Regions from separate parts of the Rattus norvegicus genome. Here region 1 is linked to region 2. The links are chromatin contacts, called in public Hi-C maps. All regions are on one chromosome and are shown on one strand. Each heading gives the region's core, a stretch centred on a gene start, on an enhancer-like site or on the middle of the called end of the contact. The rest is flanking DNA. Distances are from core to core; before and after follow the strand shown. Region 1 overlaps LOC120097752 (a long non-coding RNA gene). Region 2 overlaps LOC102549623 (a long non-coding RNA gene).

Region 1 (6,303 bases), core at 979-3,478, 410 kb after region 2:
GAATTTCTCAAATGTGGATGTGAAGCTCCTTTGCTGCGGCACAGTTTTGTTCATTTATCTTCTCTTCAGTAAGTTTCTGGATTTTGTTTTATTCCATTTGGATTTTCTTTTCTCTTGTGCTTTATGTTTTTGATGAAAAAAATTTAAATCCTGACAAGAATAAAGTAACACAAATGAATTGTCATGCAATCTATTTCATTTCATCAGTAAGTAGTTTGGATAATTTTAAAAAGAAAGCTATTTCTGTCACTTTGAAATGTAATTTCAAGTGTCCCCTGTGATGTAATTTCCACAGAACATAGTTTTCACTAGTCTTCTAGAGAACAGTGTTTACACTTGAAAGATAAATGCTTTGGAGACCAAGGAACCTAAGCTCAAGTCTCTCACTACTAAAATAATATGATCTTGACTGAGTTGTTTAGTTGCTGGGAGTTTTGTCCCTTTCTCAGAGAAATAATAGTAATATTATCAGGTTTCTATGTAATTATGAAGGGAAGTAATAACATAGAAATGTGTTGAGGCCCAGAGAGCTACTGCAGGCATGTGCACGGCAAGTGTGCTATGGGTGGATAAATTGCTTTTCGTATTGAATGTCCTCAAAGATTCACGACTGCTCTAAGGGCTGAGTTTAAGTGGCCTGTACGAGACCAGCCCTAAATTCTTCTATATTATTTCTCTTGAGAAATGCACTGTGGTAAAGGAGGCAGGAAGAAAAGAACAGTTAGACTGCTGGGGCATGGAGGCAATGAATTTACATCAGCTTCACTCACTTGTACAAGGACAGTCATGGACGGTGGAGGGGTTCATGGGGCTGTGATCCTCACCAGCGAAGTATTGGCTATTGATGGATCCTGTGGAACGAGCTAAGTAAACACTCTACCACTAAGCTACCTCAACACAAACCTGTTTATTTTTAAAATATGAACATTTGACTGTAGATTAATTATACCATAATAAAACTATGCAAAATTTCAAATAATAAAAAGTATGTTACCTCAAAACAAATCTCACTGATGGAAATATAAAGAAATCTCATCCGACAGCTCGGCAAAGCAGAAAGACTTATGAGATTATTCCTCACACCAAAATAAAGAAAACCAGGAAGGTGAAAGGCCTCACCCCTGTGCTCAGACTATCCTATCAGAATCTTCCAGTTCTGAACTCAACGTGTAGGTAGCTGCTCGCTGGTCTGTGAGGAGTCACAGTACAGGTTTTGTTCTTCTGCCAGTGGTCTTTTGCAGGGATCACTCTGACACTTTCCCCTACTAGAGTTTCTTTCATCACTTTTCAAACTGTGCATTGGCTATCAGTAAAATCAGGCCATATCAGGTTGACAAGCAAACAGCTTTCTCATTGGCTTTCCGGGTGCTTGCTGGCCCACCTTATCTTTAAAAGCCTTTGAACTTCATGTAGACATACAATCCTGAGACAGGAGGAAAAGGTTTTGGATTAAACAATCCAGCACAGTTTGTAAACATTTGCCTTCTGCAGTCCACGGTATTAGTCCTGGGGTACAGATTGGTTCTCTCTCCTATAAAAGGGACACTCAATACTCCTGAGATTTGGAGAGCTCTAAAAGTTCATCAGTTTCTCAGGTTTTTTTTTTCACTAATTTCTTTTTAGGACTTCTGAGTTTTAGCCTCTGTTGTCTCTGAGCTTTTTTCATATTGCCAGAAGATTTTCAATGTCCTTATCATCATCATCCTTAGACAATGTCTAGCACCTGAACATTAAGTATGTCACCAAAAAGTGTAGAAACCTGTTTTTAGTTATCTTGTTGGTTTGTTTTGGTTGATGTGTGTGTGTGTGTGTGTGTGTGTGTGTGTGTGTTTGTGTGTGTGTGTGTACATACATGCATGTATTTGTGGTGTGTTTATGTCTGTGTGTGTGTTTGTGTGTGTGTGTGTGTGTGTGTGTACACATACATGCATGTATTTGTGGTGTGTTTATGTCTGTGTGTGTTTCTGTATGTCTGGTATGTGTGTGTGTGTGTGTGCGCATGCATGTATGTATGGTATATCTATGTGTGTGCATGTGTGCATATATGAGGTATTTGTGCATGCATATGGTGTGTGTATGTGGTGTGTGTGTGTGTGTGTATTTGTGTGTGTGTGTGTGTTTTGTTAGAAATAGAGCAATCAGCATCTTCTATGTGTGCATTGACAGTGGACTACTGGTTGTATAGTCCAGAGAGGAAGTTGGACTTGGCGTGCTGCTCACACTGCTCATAACAGTAGTGTTAAGCAAATATTCCTAGAACTGCATTCTGCAGAGTAGGAAGAACTTCGCTTTGGACTTTGACTCCATCCCAGAATGTAGACTGGCAGTTCAGGAGAAGTTTCTGGCCTGCAGTGAATCAGACCTTGACCTGGACCTCACTGGACCAGAGAGATACTTTGAATGCAAGAGCTGCACATCCTTGGATAGATTAAAGTGCAGTAAGAATGGCCACAATGCATGTTTAAGATCACAGAGGCTCATGGGAGCCAATGATGTCCTCCGTAGTAGCACTTGGGAGGCATTTCTAACTGCAGCTATTTCTATGACTTGTAGGATGCTTCTCAGAATCTGAAGTGCAATGCTCTCATACATCCAGCTTATCCAAATTGGTCAAAATGAAAAGTTACAGTTCAAATGGACATTTTTTCTTTTCTTATTTTATAAAGCATTCGAGGCCTGGAGAGAATTTGATTAGCCTGCCGGCATACCTTTGTGGAGGCCTAGATGCTCTCAGATTGTCCTCTATGAAGCTTTCTGAAGAACTGTGGCTTTACACTGAAACTTTCTTGTGAAACAGGATTTGGGCTGTGCTCCAGTATATGCAAGTATTTATTATTAGATCTCGTAATCATAATCACTGTAAACATTAATGCACTTTAACAATCTGGCAGCTGGTACCTTAAATCCCCAGCAATCTTAGTTAAATCCCAAAGAAAACTTTTAACAGTTGTTTGGGGGCATTGGGGATAGCATTTACAAGCAGGGGAAGACCAGTTTTCCAATTCTCAAACAGTTCTGATCGATGGCTCAGGAATTAACTACTATTTTGGATCCCTAGCCTTTGGACCATTGCATCATATGAAAACTCAAAGAAGATTTAATTGGAACACCTATAATCCAAATGCCTCTTGGCATCAGTTTTTGACGAATGGCCATAACCTAGATAAGAAGCAAGTGATTGCACTAGTTATGGCCTGTTTGATTTAGTGCAGGGTTGTCAAACTCAAAGGCCATTTGAGTTTCAGGGATTCATAACACTGGGTCTTATTCACACCTTTGCTCTTAGAGAGTCTGTATTTAGTGTAATGAAGTTATTATTGACAGAGAAGAAGAAGAGAGATTGAGAGAGGGAGAGGTTTTAAAAGAGGGATAGATTTAGAAATAAGGAAGAAAAGAAGGAGAAAGGGTAGGAAGAGTGAAGGAAAGGAGGGAGAAGAATGGAGAGGAGGGAAAGGAAATCTTTTCTTGAACTTTAACAAATTAGGATACTTAAAGAGAAATGATTTAGAAACCCATGGATTAAGGTGTCTTCGTCAGATGTGTAGATTCAAAAACTAGTGGGGACGTGTGCTTAATTTGCCTGGAAGAATCTATGCTTTATTTGCCTCATCAGTTTCCCTCAGACCTTTAAGCACAATGCATAGGAGGAGTATACTTCAAAGGCAGGCAGGGATATGCAGGAACCCCTTTTCTGCTCCCATAACCCCCAGAGATGCTCCATAGAACAATTAACCATCACCTGCACATGCCTTCCTTCATCTCTGAGTAGTAGGGTTCTCAGAGGCAAGGATTCTCAGAACTTTTACTCCTCTACTGTGTAATAAGCACCACTGGATCCCTAGCATGTAATGCAATACATTACGTCTATTACATATAGATCTACTATATATTAGAAGAACAAAAATTCTATTTTTGGATGACTGCCGATAGGGTTATGAAGAAGAACGTAAGCATACTTCCTCTTCTCCCATCCCCTTTCTCTCTGTCCTGTGCTCAAACTGCAGACATAACACACGCAGGCTGTAGGTGGCCAGAGCTGCTGACTCATCAGAGCCATACCACAGGCTTTCCAAACGTTCAGCTAACCACACTCAAATTGTATTCTGACAGTGAGTTTCACTATGTTATTGGTTGTCAACACTCTGAAACTGTATTTTCTTCCCCAAAGTTTAGATTTGGTAAAACATGGACCATGGTTTCCCAAAATCACCACCTCCCACAGTCTAAACAATGTATATTTTAGGGGAAATTTTATCCATGTGCCCTTCAGCTCATTCACAAAGGTTTTCTTTTAGTAGGGGCTGTTGTGAGGTTTTTTTATGTAATTTTTTTTTTACTTAAGTATCAAGTTGCATTTTCCCTGTGGTGTCCAGGGCAGGCAAGCTTTGTTCTGATATTAGGGAGCCCTATGTTACAGGCACCTGCTTCCCAGGTGAGGCATTGATATTTATCAGCCTGTGATATGACTCCCTTCTCTGGTGGTCTGAATGAAAATGATGGCCCCAGCACAGATTCATGTGCTTGAATACCCTATTAGCAGAAATGTTTGAGAAAGATTAGGGAATGTGTGGTCTTGTTGGAGGAGATGTGTCACTGGGAAAGCTTTGAGGTTTCCATACTGCCTTTCCCAGCTACGTATGTGGATCAGATGTACGTTTTCAGGTACTACTCCAGTGCTGAGCTCGTCTGCTGCTGTCATGCCCCTTGTAGTGTTCATGGATTGACGATCTGAAACTGTAACTTTCCCTCCAATAAACTCTTCAGAAGTTGCTTTGGTTATGAAGTTTTGTCAGAGCAAGTGGAAAGCAGCTAAGACATCCCCCTCCCTTCTTGCTGCAGATTAGTTTCAGCATTGGCACATGGTCTCCTGCTCAGGGTTGTAATGCACAGGATTCTAGCAATCTTCTCATCACTCTTAATCTGTAAACAGGTGTGACTGCACACTGTCTAGGAGAGTAGGGGCACTTGTTGAATCATCAGGAAACTTTGAAGATAATTCCATATTCTTTCGGGGTTTTGTTTTGCAATACTGAGAAAATATGAGACCTTTCGTATATGGATGTGTGCTCTTCTATTACTATTATTATTTTTTTAAAAATGTGTTCCCAGGCTGGCTTTCAATTCTCTTGATATTCAAACTGGCCTTGCATTTTTAATCCTCCTACTTCAGAATCCTTAAAAACTGAGATTGCAAGACTATGCTACCATGACAGCCCAATAAAATACTGGATTTCATAATTTTAAATAATTTATTTTTTATCTATGTTTATATGTCTGTGCACAATGTCACTCCAGAAAAGGGTACGAGATCTCCTTGTAGTGGAGTAGTGACCTTTCGTGTGGATCCTGGGAATTGAATCCTAGTCCTCTTGAAGAGCAGTCAGTGCTCTTAAATGATGAGCAACCTTTCCAGCATTTTGAACTTCTGATTTATTTTAACAGCTCTGCAAGCCAATTAATTGCCTGTAGAAATTTTGCCATGTGGAATAAATTATATGCCATTTATACCACAATAAGTGAATGTTCTGTAACTGTCAAATACACAGCAATTAAGGATACCATCTAAAATTTGATTTCAATCCTAGAATTTCCCAATTGGTATAGAAATCTGAAGAACCTGCTTAATATGCAGCCTCCCAACCACAGTAAAACTTGAGTTTTTACCTTTTGTAGGTAACAAACTATGAAATTCATTGTGTTTAAAGATGACATTTAATAAACAGTGGTAAATTGTGTGAGCTAATACTTCTTATATTCAAGTGTTCTTCAACTGTTTAAAGGAAAATTGTGAAATGGTAAAACAAAGACAATCAAAGGCACAAAACTTCTTGATGTTTCAACTTTGTTCTTTCCTGAAATTGAATATGGCTGCTATAATTCACAAGCAAGCAATTGGTGAAACAGCTTGAGCAGTTCAAAGAATATTAAGTTGCTTGAAGCGATAGAGCATTCATAGTTAGCTTACTGTAATCCCTCCTGCCCCTTTTGTGTCTTGCTTTTTAACCATATTTTGAGATGCTGTTATTATTTCTGGAATTTGTCTTCTTGCTTTCTGAACCTCAATGGGACAGATTCATATCAAACCTTGGTAAGGATTTGCAAAAATTAAAACCTAATGTGCACTTACTTTCATGTGTTCAAGATCACCACAGGCCAGGCTTCGGATGATATTAAGACAGTTATAGATTGATTAGTTTCCCAATGAAAGATACTAGACTGCAAGAAGTCTAAACAGAAAAGCCCATGTGGGTTGCTATCTATAGGCAGGGGAGGGTACAAGAGAATCATTACAGTCACTATTGC
Region 2 (6,846 bases), core at 3,272-5,771:
ATATTCATGACTCGAGAAAGCTGAACTGATGTTTAGCATAAATTTATTAAATAATTGAAGAAAGATCTTTCCGGTTTCTCCTGCCCTGGTCGGTAAAGTAAAACAAAACAAAACTGGAGTTTCTGTATGGCATTTACCTTAAATGAAAGACATTTCTAGGTATATAGGAATCTATATTAGATGTACCATTAGAATGTATCTAAGCGTTATTGTGGTCAAACTAGGGCTGATGCAAATATTAATATTTCTCTCTCTCCCTCCCTCCCTCCCTTTGTCCCTCCTTCCCTCCCCATCCCGTCTCTTCTCTACTATCTTTGAGGTAAAGTTCAGCTATGTTAACCAGGCTTCCTTCAAACTCCTTTCTAGCCCAGGCTGCCCTGGAATTACAATCCTCTATCACAACCATTCCAAGTGCTAGGGTAACTCCTGTGTGTTCCAATATTCAGCTCAGACATTGCTCTTTAATTTCAGTTTTGACTTCTCAAAGCTCCATAGGACCCAAGCGTGCTGTTAATTTTTCTCACACACATGATGCTCATCTTTGCAATTATAGCGGGCCCGAGTCATAGTCCAGGCTGTAGGAGTCACCTGAGCTTTCTTGGGAGGCGTGGACTAACCTGGACTGCATAGGAGCACAGTGTGCAGGACTGAGGTGACAGTGGGAAAAGAGAATCCATCAGGCTTCATTTTATTACACAGGCATAATCAAGTCAGAATATTAATGTGGTAATTGCTTCCTCCTTTGCATTTACAGAGAGAGAGAGAAAAACAGCTGGGGTGGTTGACATCTGAAACAGGAGCCACTGATCAATCGTTACTTGCACAGCAGATGGGCTTGGTTTATGAATAAGCAACAAATGTGAAAAAGAGATTGATGGGTTGAGCCAGGCTTGCTTCATGCAGGGACATTTAACCTTTCCTGATTGCCACTGGCCCAAGGTTCATACAGCGCGATTGCTTTTATTACGGTCAGAGAACTATAGTCACTGAATGTGGTAAAGAACAGAACAAAACTCTGCTGAGAAAATACACAAGCAGAACTGAAGGATGTCTAATGATTCTTAGAGCAAAGCATGATCCTGACTGTATTGTGATCCATGACAGTGGAGTCCCCCTACCTGTGTTCGTACTCTTAGCAGGTACAGAAATCAATTTCTCAGAAAAGTAATTCCTTATGAGGAATAGGGACACCATATGAGGGGATCCTGGACACATGTAGTTTGAAAGCTGTTCATAAACAAAAACCATGTATCCTCAGTATCTTTGGAACACACCCTCCGTTATTGCTTACAGCTGTGTATTTAGGAGTGCATTTCTTCAAGTCACATAACCGACGGAAGCGCATTAAAACACAGTGTCCCAGAGAGGGGTGACCTGTTGCCTGCTGAAATATTAGTTTGTAGGATTCTTTCTAGACTTCAGTTTCCAAACTAGCAGAAAACAAAAACAACTCTCAGAGATTTTGACCAAATGATAGAGGAGAGTTTAAGGTGTGGAGAGCTGTGGGCAAGCTTAGGCCACAGGCTCTGTCTTTCCTTGGCTCTGCTCTATATGGTCTTGAGAATCTTGGCCTTGCAGCATGCCATCTTGTCTGGGTGGTAGGGTCTCAGTTATTTGAAAGATGCCTTTCGGGAAAAATCATGTAATAGTTTGTCACTATTGCCATGGTTGGTGGTAGTGTTTTTTGTGAAGTTTTTGTTTTTTGTTTTGAACTCCAGATTATTGGCTTTTTATTTTAGTTTCTTTTTGTCAGAGGAAAAATGAATTAACATCCATCTCACAGGCTTGCTCGGCTGTTTAGTTCCAAAGTCCTGTTCAGTTTTTGTTTCTTGTCTTGCTTCTGTTTTGGCTTGATTTCTTCATGATAATGCTGGACGTGGAGCTGAGAATCATTTACTCCAAGCAAGCGCTGTAACTGAAGCCCGAGCCCAGCCCTCCGTACCACCACAGACTTCTGAAGCTGGGAAAGCTTTAGAAGCTGGGAGTTTTCTGATTCTCTCATCATTATGTTTCTCCTCAGTCTTTAGATAGAGGTAAGTGTGGGTTTGGAGAAAAGCAAAGGAAAGCATGTAATGGACAACTATTCTGAATTATGCAAAGTAGCTCTTACTCAGGGTCAACTAAATTATATCAACTTGCCCTTTAGTTTACCCTTATTTTGCAAAAGGAGAAAAAAGAAGGAAAACTAAATAGGACTGTGTGATTTGGGAAGCCAAATTGATAATCTGATATAAAAGTTGCTCTGCTAAATATAAATTATTAAGTGTAGATTTTTTTCCCTAGGATATTGTATTCATTTTTTGATATTACTTAGAATGATGTATTGGATAAAAATCAATTTTGTAAGTATATAAATATGTCATAAATAAATACTTTGACTTATTTCTCACAAAAAAGAAAGAAAAATGCCAAAGCAATATCAGGTATAGTGATGAGTTTATAGGTTATAGACAGGTACGTGAATTCAACACAAAAAAGGTTATGGAAGCATTTTAACAATTTTAAGACAATAACAAGCATAAGGTAGCAGTGATATCATGATGTCAGGTGGAGAAATGGAGAACCAAAGTAGTTCTTTGATTGCAGTGGGAGGCATGTAACTTTCAAAACGTTCGCGAAGTAATTACTGAAGAGAGAGGAAGTAGGAATGGGAGTCTCTGTATAGGTAAGGAATCCAGAGCTTCACTATAAGAGACATAGACCAAGCAACCCTGGCTTGTTATAGAGGGGAGTCCTATCAATGTTACAAAGGAAAGTCCATCAAATTTGTATTGCTGCATAATATTCTGGAGTATTTTTACTTCATCCTAGGGCCAGCATTTGCTGTGTTCCACGGCTACTGCAGGTAGAGAATGTTAAAAAGCCTGCCAGAGTTCAAATGGAACAAAACACAAGAGGGAAAGCTGAAGAAAAATGGAAAGTCGTGCTAAGTCCCAGAATAGACAGTATTTCTAGGTGGGCAGAAGAGGAGCCAACCTCTTCAAAACTCACATTGTAATTTGATTGTCATTATGGTAATCCCTGCGGGCGGGGCCATTAAGGGCGATTGTGCCATTTATTTAGAAGGGCCCATGTGTTTTAGGAGTATGTTCTCCCCTTTCATGTGAGATAGATTGTTTATAAATCAAAGCTGTTGCTCATAATACACTTTTACATCTTCTTACCTGCCTTTCTGCTTCCTGCTGTGAGGTGAAGCAGTGTGAGGACTCTCTCTCTAGAAGTGAAGAAATATTGAAGCCATGGTCGTGGCTTTCATAGCATCCCAAGCCATGGTCTAGCCAAAACCTCTGTACTTCATTGGTCATAGTCTTGGGTATTCTGTTAACACCAATAGAAATGGGTCTAAGACAAGATTTCAAATTCCTTACTTAATGTCACCTTAGAATTAACGTCTGATTTCTATGAATGCCTAAGCTGGATTTTTCTCTTCTATTTATTTTTCCTTCTTTCCATCTTTACTTTTGGCATTTTCTTTTTTATCACAGTACATATCTTTGTGTTTCTTCTTTTGCTTGCCAATATAGTGCCAAAAATCCTTTCAATCAAGCCTTTATATTATCCCAGGGTGTTCATGTAACCTATAGCCAAGACTTACTAGCCTCTATTCACCTAGTATCATCCCTCTCTTGTTGCGGCCACTCTAGTGTCACTGCTGTCCTTAGTGATGATGTGTCACAAGAGCCAATTTTACTTCTAAGTACTAGAAGCTTTGGAGTTCTAGATATGTAGCAAGAATTAGATATCTGGAAGGGGTTAATAATAGTCTTCTCATCTTATTTGTGAACTAAAGTAAAATGATCGAGGCCAATGGCACACATTTGGTTATTTAAATTACTTAGCAAAGCCTGCGTTGGAAAGTGCCTCTTCAGAATATAACAAAGCTTGATTCCTGGAAAGCCAGCCCTATAGTCCCCAAATGAAACTACGATACTCAGAAGTCCCTACCTCATGAAGCAAAAGGGTCACAACATGTGGTTATACTAGCAGCCCAAGGATGTTTTGGGAAACCAAGAGAGTTCTCCAAGAGTCAAATAATAGGAAGACTGAAGCAAAGATTTGATTAACAAAAATAATCTTTACTAGATAGTAACTAACTCAGCTATCACATTTTTCTTTGAAAAGTTTAAATTGAGATACCTAATCTCAGGCTCCAGAAATAGAGAGGGGATACAATATCACAATTGTAAGGTACTCTATATACTCCTGCCATCCCCCAAATCAGAAGAATCAGGTGTTCCAGGACAGACTGTTTCTACAAACACACAAACAAATCAATGAACTAGACCTTTGAGCAGAGATAATCAAATCCTTGACTTGGGGAATGTCAAGTCTAAGTCACCAAGCTCTGGTTTTTCACATGTACAGTGATGTTTCAACTCTGGTATAATAATACTCTCTTTACTTTGTATATTTAAAGCAACCACACCAAATAAGGCCTGTAAAGTACCACCTGGGTCTTGTCATTTGAGAAACCCTGACTTTAGTTAGATTCCAGTATCAGTGGAAGAGAGTGGCTCACCTTCGCCCTCATGAATGAACGGCAAGATTAGGAGGTTGGCAAATAGGTTGTCCTAGAAACGAGTCCCTTGTTTCCTTTTTGATATTTGGAAATAAGGTTCACAGAGGAAAGTAACTACTTCTGCTGGACTGAATGCAAAGTAAGAGCTGGCTAAATGCTGCCCTAGCTGCAGTATGGAGACAAAACTCACACCAGTACAAGGAAAACAGAAAGATTCCCTGAGAATTCTGGGAAAGGGATGGCTAAAGAATTTTTCCTTAGCTGAGGATGCCAAAGTCTTTGCATATCTACCCAGGTGAAGTGAACAGTAGGCCCAGGGCTACCTAAGATACAAACTCTGAACCGTCTCTTGTTGGGAACGCCTTGACAAGCAGCCAGAAAGCATCCCTTCTGTGCCCCTCCTCGTCCCCACAAAGGACAAAGTACAGGCTGTTGCTTCAGGTGAGTACTGTTCTGGGAAAACAAGGAAAGCAAACAAATACTGCTGTGTGGTTGACTGGTTCCCAGGCTCCATTTCAAAGGCAGTCCCCTATGGCATTGTTTGCTCCTGTTTTTCCCAGCATAGGTGTTTGGTATCGACCAGACCTATTCTGAGACCTCCAAGTAAAGAAGCATTTTTTACAACGTGAAGCAGAGAATGTCCTTTTTTTTTTTTTTTAAAGTTCTACCACATGTAAGAGTCCCCAGTTGTGCTAGTATCAAGACACTGAGGGTGAGAAAAATTCACATTTTAATGGCTTTTCTGAGGTAACTTAGGGGCAATTTTGTCCTTGATTTGAGCATAGCAGCCTTTATGGGGCAACAGTTCTCTTTCCACAGTGAGAATATGGAAGGAAAAGGCCAGATTATTAGGGAATTGCTTATTAGGGTAGACTTAAGAAAATAAAATGAATTTTAGAGCAAATAAATATTACACTATTATACTGTCTGGCATCATTAACAGGCATGCTGGAATTCTCAAAACTTCTCCTCACTTTTTCTCGATCATGAGCATGGTCAGTTGGTCAGAAGGGCCTCTCTTCCAGCTTGGGTGACTGGCAAATTAAGTGAGCTTACTCCATTGTGAAGGAAAGAAGAAAATATGCCTTTAACTGTGAGGTAGAAAACGAAGATAGAAAATTTGAACATGGGTAAAAAACACATTAAGAAATAAAATTCAAAGGATACCTTCCAAGATGGGAAAGAGCATGGAAGGAATCATGTTCTGAGATTTGGCCCAGACTGGATTGGGCATCATAAGCTCAGTCTTGGTGTTCATGAAAGAGAACTTCTCCTGCCTTGCCTCCATTGTTGTAACTATTACTTCACATTAGGAAGCATAGCTCAGAAATCATAGCCAGAAAGATTAGAGCAAGATACAGAGCACAGTACACATCTCCACCACCCAGAGGTATTTGAATTTTAACAGAACAAACACTGGTATAACCTGAGATCTTAAACAGGCCCCATAGGAAAAGTCAACTCCATAAGCATTGGTACCTGTCTGATGATTAGCTAACCATAGATGTGCAACCCATGGATTCTGCAATGGCATCACTAGAAAAAGTTCCTATTTAAAAAAATATAATCCATGTAAATATAGTAAAATTCTTTCTTCTGTTTAATAGTTCCTTCTCTTAAGTAACCCAACATGCTGTATAAGACCTAAGCAATAGTACACAAGTTAGCCTCAGAAATGTATCAGCAGCTTAGCAGAGCAGAACAGTATTTGATATATGACTAGGAAGAACCACTAGGACAAGACTTCTCTTTATATGAACAGGATTTGTATTTTACCTGTGCATTCAGCATGGAAATTCTTCATCTTCTGTTGCTAGCAACAGATTCCCAACCACAAAGGAATATGTCGGTAATTTTATGGCCAGCCATAGAGTAGCTTGGATGGAAGCCTCTGACCTGGGTGAATTCTGATAACTTTTTCCTGGAATGAATTGCAACCTAGGAAGAAGAAGGCAATCATCTGGATCATGGGTGCAGTCATAGTGTTTGTAACATGTGTCTTCTATACCTGTGGCCCACAGGGGACTCTGGATTTAAAGAATTCAAGGAAAATCAACAGAGCATATGTCTAGAGTGTTTGTGATATGCTGGGCTCTGTCTCAAGAGACTTCTGAGGATGTTTTTTATAATAGCATCTTTCAGGCATCAAACCAAAGGTTAGGAAGTATTTCTGATGTTTTCACATCTACATGTAATGGCTGGATACCCTACAGGTTACTTCCTACCATGCCAAGTACCATAAGAGAGGTAAAATGAAAAGAATGGATTTTTGTTGTTGTTGTTGTTGTTGTTTTTGCAAAGTCACATACTTTAATTTTTCCCCCTAC

The links. Hi-C and Micro-C count contacts between places; a contact is called where the count stands out from the background.
Region 1: a contact with region 2 is called in a Hi-C map of liver, with 6 times the contacts expected there. The contact joins two enhancer-like sites. A contact is called at or near these places in 3 of 12 Hi-C or Micro-C datasets (kidney and liver).

What each region holds. Positions count from the first base shown.
Region 1 is chr17:53,484,138-53,490,440 of GRCr8, forward strand. The region is part of intron 1 of LOC120097752 (a long non-coding RNA gene); the gene reads right to left. Among named protein-coding and RNA genes, the nearest start is that of Inhba, 320 kb to the right of the region's middle. Within about 2 kb of position 2,229, at least 2 of the 93 cell types and tissues checked have an H3K27ac peak or open chromatin away from gene starts, as enhancers often do. A contact at or near this core is called in liver, where this site is marked.
Region 2 is chr17:53,075,715-53,082,560 of GRCr8, forward strand. LOC102549623 (a long non-coding RNA gene) reads right to left here. Exons shown (of 7, transcript XR_596808.4): 4 at 6,296-6,457; 5 at 3,165-3,318. Among named protein-coding and RNA genes, the nearest start is that of Inhba, 730 kb to the right of the region's middle. Within about 2 kb of position 4,522, at least 1 of the 93 cell types and tissues checked has an H3K27ac peak or open chromatin away from gene starts, as enhancers often do. A contact at or near this core is called in liver, where this site is marked.